2 separate regions of the Mus musculus genome follow, and region 1 is linked to region 2. A link is a contact called in public promoter capture Hi-C data. All regions are on one chromosome and are shown on one strand. Each heading gives the region's core, a stretch centred on a gene start, on an enhancer-like site or on the middle of the called end of the contact. The rest is flanking DNA. Distances are from core to core; before and after follow the strand shown.

Evidence for each region. Capture Hi-C pulls out chosen DNA fragments and counts their contacts.
Region 1: a promoter capture Hi-C map of pancreatic islet shows a contact between it and region 2. The contact joins two enhancer-like sites. A contact is called at or near these places in 1 of 15 datasets of contacts at CTCF or cohesin (large pre-B cells), 4 of 484 Hi-C or Micro-C datasets (LSK cells, embryonic stem cells, hematopoietic stem and progenitor cells and 1 more) and 4 of 9 other capture datasets (adipose tissue, embryonic stem cells, liver and 1 more).

Annotation. Positions count from the first base shown.
Region 1 is chr12:110,664,454-110,667,856 of GRCm38.p6, forward strand. Dync1h1 (dynein cytoplasmic 1 heavy chain 1) reads left to right here. Exons shown (of 77, transcript NM_030238.2): 72 at 83-294; 73 at 630-783; 74 at 1,211-1,353; 75 at 1,505-1,673; 76 at 1,841-1,968; 77 at 2,110-2,491. The coding sequence ends at 2,238. 1700001K19Rik (RIKEN cDNA 1700001K19 gene) reads right to left here. Exons shown (of 6, transcript NM_025488.2): 6 at 3,236-3,357. The coding sequence ends at 3,354. Among named protein-coding and RNA genes, the nearest start is that of 1700001K19Rik, 16 kb to the right of the region's middle. Within about 2 kb of position 1,263, at least 11 of the 459 cell types and tissues checked have an H3K27ac peak or open chromatin away from gene starts, as enhancers often do. A contact at or near this core is called in pancreatic islet, where this site is marked.
Region 2 is chr12:110,543,593-110,547,171 of GRCm38.p6, forward strand. It overlaps Ppp2r5c (protein phosphatase 2, regulatory subunit B', gamma), which reads left to right. Exons shown (of 16, transcript NM_001373949.1): 5 at 483-593; 6 at 2,003-2,095; 7 at 2,179-2,309. Among named protein-coding and RNA genes, the nearest start is that of B930059L03Rik, 46 kb to the right of the region's middle. Within about 2 kb of position 1,294, at least 5 of the 459 cell types and tissues checked have an H3K27ac peak or open chromatin away from gene starts, as enhancers often do. A contact at or near this core is called in pancreatic islet, where this site is marked.

The sequences.
Region 1 (3,403 bases), core at 13-2,512, 120 kb after region 2:
CCTACAGGCTGCCGTGGTGAGCTGATGGTCAAACAGCTCTTGGCCTGTCCACTGAAGTCCTCCCCACCCGGGCCTGGCCTAGGCGTGGACATGATCAGCAAGATGCTGAAGATGCAGATGCTGGAGGACGAGGATGACCTGGCCTACGCAGAGACGGAGAAGAAGGCAAGGACGGACTCCACCTCCGATGGCCGTCCAGCCTGGATGAGGACACTGCACACCACGGCGTCCAACTGGCTGCACCTCATCCCACAGACACTGAGCCCCCTGAAGCGCACCGTGGAGAACATCAAGGTAGCTGGGCTGGGCTCAGCGTGCTGCTCCCCAGGCAGGCAGATCTCTGAGTTCGAGGCTAGCTTGGTCTACAGAGTGAGTTCCAGGATAGCCAGGGCTATATAGAGAAACCCTGTCTCGAAAACCCAAAATACAAAAAAAAAAGAATGGCCACCGCTTTAATTAAACTCTTTGAAAGCTGTGATCTGAGAGGGGCAGAGAAATTCATCAGGCCAGGGCCACACTGCACTCTGGCCAGCTCCCAAAAAGGTCTGGTCAAAAGCTCTGGTGCTGCTCCCAGGTGTGCCTTGTCTCTGCACAGAGCCCGTCCTTAGCCCTCTTCTCTCTGGCTTTAGGATCCTTTGTTTAGGTTCTTTGAGAGAGAAGTAAAGATGGGGGCCAAGTTACTCCAAGATGTGCGCCAAGATCTTGCTGACGTCGTTCAAGTGTGCGAGGGGAAAAAGAAGCAGACAAACTACCTGCGCACGCTCATCAATGAGCTGGTGAAAGGTGCTGATGGGGTGTGCGGCTGGGAGCTGGTCTGCCACTGTCCACACCCCATGTGCGGGCACACTGCAGTCCCCAGGCCACACGTGTCTCTTTCAGGCTTCCTCAATAGTGGGGGTCTTAGCAACGCCCCTGGTTTTCCCTAGGTTTTCCACAGGCAGCTCCTGTGACTTTCAGGGTTAATGCAGTGAAGAGGACAGAGGGGTGGGCGGGGCCTGGTCCAGACACACTGCACGCTGCAACACCTCTAAGCAGGCACCCCACACTACTGAGACAGCTTTGCCCAGGGCCTTCCTGGTTGTGGACAGAACACCAGGCGCAGCCAGGAGAGCGGGCTGTGGTGTGCAGATGCTGCCAGCCTGAGCCACGTCTGCAGAGGGGGACTTGGCAGAACTAGTGCTGAGGCCTGCGGCTCTCTTCCTTGCTGCAGGGATCTTGCCTCGGAGCTGGTCCCATTACACAGTGCCTGCAGGCATGACTGTGATCCAGTGGGTGTCAGATTTCAGCGAGAGGATCAAACAGCTGCAGAACATCTCACAAGCAGCTGCATCTGGTGGTGCCAAGGAACTGAAGGTGGGCATGCATGGCCCGGGGTAGGGGGGTAGGGTCAGGAGTGGCACTGATTGTCCTGGACTTGGGTAGAAAGTGTTCTTTCTCGATGGCACTAAGGACAACCAGGGCCTGTACCTGACCTGCTCTCCTTTCCACCGCACTGTTTGCACAGAACATCCACGTGTGCCTGGGTGGCCTGTTTGTACCTGAGGCCTACATCACTGCCACCAGACAGTATGTGGCACAAGCTAACAGCTGGTCCCTGGAGGAACTCTGCCTGGAAGTCAATGTCACCGCCTCACAGAGTGCCACCCTTGATGCCTGCAGCTTTGGAGTCACAGGTGAGCTGGCGTCTGATCTCTCAGCCTGGCCTTTCTGTGAAACCTGTTTCCAAATGAATGTACCCAAAGTGTCTGGGCAGAGCCGCCCAGCTGAGCCTGTGGGTGTCCTGGAAGCCGAGCTGTGTGGCTCTGTATGGCTTCAGCCCCTTCTCCACATCTCCTCACAGGTCTGAAGCTCCAAGGGGCCACGTGCAGCAACAACAAGCTATCACTCTCCAATGCCATCTCCACAGTCCTCCCCCTCACACAGCTGCGCTGGGTGAAACAAACAAGCGCCGAGAAGAAGGCCAGCGTGGTAAGTGTCGTGGCCTCGCTCTTTGGCTCTGCCGTGCTGGGACTCTACTTGTGTGCAAACAACTGCACCCCAGCCCTGGACCCCCATGGGAGCTTGTCCCTAGAGCTGATGAACAGTAAAGTCCCTCTGTCTGTCTCACAGGTGACCTTACCTGTCTACCTGAACTTCACCCGGGCAGACCTCATCTTCACCGTGGACTTTGAAATTGCTACAAAGGAAGATCCTCGCAGCTTCTATGAGCGTGGAGTTGCCGTTCTGTGCACTGAGTAAAGCTAGACTTTTCTCCAGTCCTCTTTCTGGAATAGGAAACTCCCAATATTTAACCTTCATTCATCCTTAACGGTGTGGAAGGGTTGATGGACTGGAAAGCAAGTGGTTGGTTCGCGTTGGCGGGTGACAGGTGCTGCGGTTGGAGACGGTGGGATGGGAGAAGAGAAGAGTGCGCTGTCCGAGGGCTGACCGAATGGCTGGGTTTAGTAAATAAAACACTAAGCATGACGGGCTCCCGCCTCTTGCCGCTCTGCTCAGTCTGCTGTGGGAATCCTTGCGTCCCAGCCCACCTCACCTTTGTCACCGTGGTCACAGATGCAGAAGCAACAGGGTGAGACCAGGAAAGCTGCACCTCCTCCCTGAGGCCTGGCAGCAACTCTGTTCGTGACTGACACCCCTATCCCTGGGGACCTTCTCTCTCTCAGACCTAAGCCCTGCCACCAGTCCATCCTCCCACACTTCCTTTCCACATGACCTGTGGTGAGAGAGTGGCCTCGTCCCACAGGAAGGGTGACAATTAGCCTGGTCCTAGCAACTCAGGATCTCTAAATCCCTCTGACTGTGTGGTACAGGGTGGGCAGAGGCTGTTGTCGTAGCTGTTAAGGACTCCTTAGCACAGAGAGGCACTGTCCTAACTCCCTTCTCTGGGAGAAGACACAGCAGGTTCCTCTGCAGGAGGAAAAGCCTGTGTTCTCTTAAGGAACCTAGGGGTGGTGCAGGTGACACGGCACCCACGGCTTCTTGCTCCGTCCAAACACCTCAGAGGATATTGCCTGAGTCTGTGGGGATCGCTGAGACCACGAAGATCACCCCAGCCCAATAACTAGACTTCTGCTCCCAGAATACCAGCCTATCCCCAACCCCTCCTACAATCAGAGGGATCGTTCTGGACAGTGGCCACCAGCCCTGTTGTCCTCCCTGGCAGTGCCACCTGGGGCACTGATGAGTACCCATAACCAATCCTGGAACGGCCCCAGCAGCACCCAGAGGTGGACATGCCCTGCCAAAAACGGGCACCTCCTTGTGGTGCCGTTTTTATTTGCACTTGGGAACCTTGTCCCCACCGAGGGGAGGACAGGACCTGGAGAGCAGCCCCAGACGTGTGCTCAGCTTTGTTACCTACCAGAAAGAAAGTGAAAGGTCAGTAGACAAGCTGGCCGAAGCA
Region 2 (3,579 bases), core at 44-2,543:
GCCATCTCCGGCTGCCTGAGCAGTCCCTCGTCTGCCTCGTGCTTCCGTGGTTGTTAGGAGGCCAGCGCTGAGCTGTTTTCTCAGTCTTGCTTCTTTAGTCTTCTGTGGCCTTTATCATCTTGTCCTCTTCTCATTTTTCCCTTCCCCACTCACTAGATGTAACGTCTCATATGTCAGCGCGAACCTCTAAGCAGCCTCTGGGGTCAGCTGTCTTGACGGTTTGACAGTTGAGGGTCAGAGTGCCGGTAGCAGTCAGTTGGATGGTCCCCTGCCAGGAAAGGTCTGTTTCAAGCCTCAAGTTTGATCCTGTCTCCTTTGGGCGACCAACACATCTTTTGAATTTTAAGAAAAGTAGAAAAACAGCAACAACCACCAACTTAAGAGTGGGAAGCATCTGTCACTAGGATTATTCAGTGTTTCTTGGATTGTTCTTGGTAATACTCGAGGGTCCTGGTTGTGATCGTGGAATATGTGGGTTTTAGTTTGCAGTTAACATGTTCCGAACCTTGCCACCTTCCTCCAATCCCACGGGAGCAGAATTCGACCCAGAAGAGGATGAACCAACGTTAGAAGCAGCCTGGCCTCATCTGCAGGTACTGGACTTGGCACCAGCTCGGATAGGATGGAGTGTGATGGTGTGTGCTGGGTGAGAGGGCCCAGGGCCACTAGCTGATAGCCAGGGGCTTCTGATCTTCTCAAGGAGTCTCTGGTCTGAAAAGTTTTAGTGGAGGAGAGAGGGGGAAAGAAGGGAGAAGTAGGAAAAGATTGATTAAATAAGTTTGTGAGTTATTGATAGGCTGATTTTATGGACCCATTACACAAGCCAGAGAAGTAGACTGATTTGTGTGCCCTTAGTGATGATGGCAATTTTACTGATGGCACTGAGTTCAGGCTCTGTCCTAGTTAGAGTCTCTATTGCTGTGATGAAACACCATGACCCAAAGCAGGTTGGGGAGGAGAGGGCTTATTTGGCTTACACTTCCACATCACTGTTCATTATCAAAGGAAGTCAGGACCAGAACTCAAAACAGAGCAGGAACCTGGTGTCAGGAGGTGATGCAGAGGCCATAGAGGGTGCTGCTTACTGGCTTGCTTCCATGATTTAGTCAGCCTGCTTTCTCATCGAACCAAGCCCTCCAGCCCTGAGGTGGCTCCACCGCGATGGGCTGGCCCTTCCTCATCAATCAGCAATTAAGAAAATGCACTACAGGCTTGCTCACAGCGTTCTCAATCAAGGCTCGCTCCTCTTAGATGACTGCAGTGGGTGTCAAGTTAATATAAAACTGCCCAGCACAGGTTTAGAGCGTTTCCCAGGCGTGCTCCTGGCTTTCGGTGCCTGGGTCCTAGGCTCCTTGCTGATACCTGGACGATGCACGGCCACTGTTATGAGGCTAGCAGGAGCAAAGCATTTCTGCATGTCTGCATTTCTGCATGTCCTTGGTGAGGGAGGAAACAGAGGGAGGAAGCAAAGTGAGAAAGAAGCCTGGGAAGGAGCCAGATGCCCCACCTGCAAAGCCCCTGGCTTCCACACAGCCCGGGATAGACTGTCCTGCTATCCAGCCCACTGGGCTGTTTATTTACAAAGGGAACCACAGTGGTTGTGGCTCAGTGGCTGTGCTTTGGTGTTCCTCTCTCAGGCAATCCTAAAGTTCTTGTCCACTTAGAACTCCATGATTCATGTAGACGGCAGACTGCAGGCTCTACCCTCAAGTCTGGTCATGGTCCCAGGGGTAGCAGCTAAGCCATGAAAAGCACTGTGTGCCATTTAAGAAATAGTCTGTGGTTCTCACTAAATAAAAGAATTCCAACTGCAGTTATAATTATGCTAAGCCACAGAATTCAGCGTTAATTTTGAATGCATGTGTGGTTTTTCTTAAGTCCAGTGTTTTGAGCAGATAAAGAATGAATTAGAGAGGTGATAAAGAATGAGTTAGAGAGTTGTGCGTGAGCCTGATGAAGTGCCATGTAACTTGACTCACTGTTGTTTTCTTCTTCTTCCTAGCTTGTTTATGAATTTTTCTTAAGATTTTTAGAGTCTCCAGATTTCCAACCCAATATAGCAAAGAAATATATTGATCAGAAGTTTGTATTGCAGGTAAGTTCCCAGCCAGGCGTTCTTCGGCAGCCTTAAGGACAGCATGGCCACTGTCACTAAGTGCCGTTTTATTTTTCTTAAAGCTTCTAGAGCTGTTTGACAGCGAGGATCCTCGGGAGAGAGATTTTCTAAAAACCACCCTGCACAGAATCTATGGGAAGTTCTTAGGCCTGCGTGCTTACATCAGGAAACAGATCAATAATATATTTTATAGGTAAGTCCCCCGTGTGGTTCTCATCCACCCTTGCTGCTGTCACATCAAAGATGCGGAGGGAAACTGAGTCATGTGCTCATGTCCCCACCACGCCACCGCTCATGCTACACACACACACACACACACACACACACCCATGTCTTACTGCATTCCCTACCCTTGCTGGGTTCCTACAGAGTTGTCCAGTTGCTCACAATGTAGATGCTTCTGTCCCAGGCACCTGCTTGCTACCTTGTTATTCCTGCTCAGTTCCAGGCAAGACAGGAAGGAGGAGGAGGCGGCAAGGAAGTCGGCAGCCTTTGCCTTCGAGGATCTGGGAAGTAGATGAACAGTTTGAGGGCCAGCCAAACACAGAGAGGAGAGCCTGGCAGCTGGCAGACAAGACAGCTTTCCTATCTATGCCCAGACTTGGGACTTCAGGATCTAAGAATGACCACAGACCTGCCTGTCCCCACAACCCCCAGCTCAGAAAGGACAAATACATTGGTGGCTGTGACCCCAGCTGTCTTATCTCTACCTGCCTCTCCCCCATCCCTGTCTCATCTCTGACCACGCCTCATGACTCTTTAAGTTCTAATATCCCAGGTGAGCATGCAGGTCTATACCTATAATAACACGGCTCCGGAGGCCGAGGCAGGAAGATTGCCACAGCTTCATCTACATAGAGGCCCTAGTGAGCCAGGGCTCCATTCACGTGGTCCATGTCACTGCTGCTGTCTGGTTAACATGTGCAGCCATCCTAAGTTATAGCTATGCTTCCAGGGTCTGGCCTCCCCAGACTGTGCAGCCCTGTGTTACCCTAGGCTGCACTGCTGCCCTACCTTGCCTTGAGCCCTCAGATTTCCTTCCTCAAGAAGTCCACATGGGCTGACATGGTTCCTGCTCCCCAGGGGCCGCCTCGGTGACACCAGCTTTGTATGCACCCACAGTGAGACAGAGTGGGTGCTGGAGGAAGAGTCTGTGTAGCTCTTTCATAGGAAGGTCTCCTTATGTCACTCCTGGCTAGCCTGTCACTCACTGGACTAGGATGGCTTCAAACTCAGAGCTCCTGCTTCTGCTAGAACTGAGGGTGTGAGGCACCTGCCCAGCCTGGGCTGTGTAGCTCTTTCTGACTAGTACCTGGAAGGCCAACTAAGTAAGCCGATTACTCAGTAATTGTTGGCTTCTTCCATTGGCTCCTGCTGTGACATCTGACTCTAGAGGAGCCGAAAAGTAACAAATGTTGGCAGTGATGGAAATGTGACATCCGTCTGATGTAAAATAAATAAGC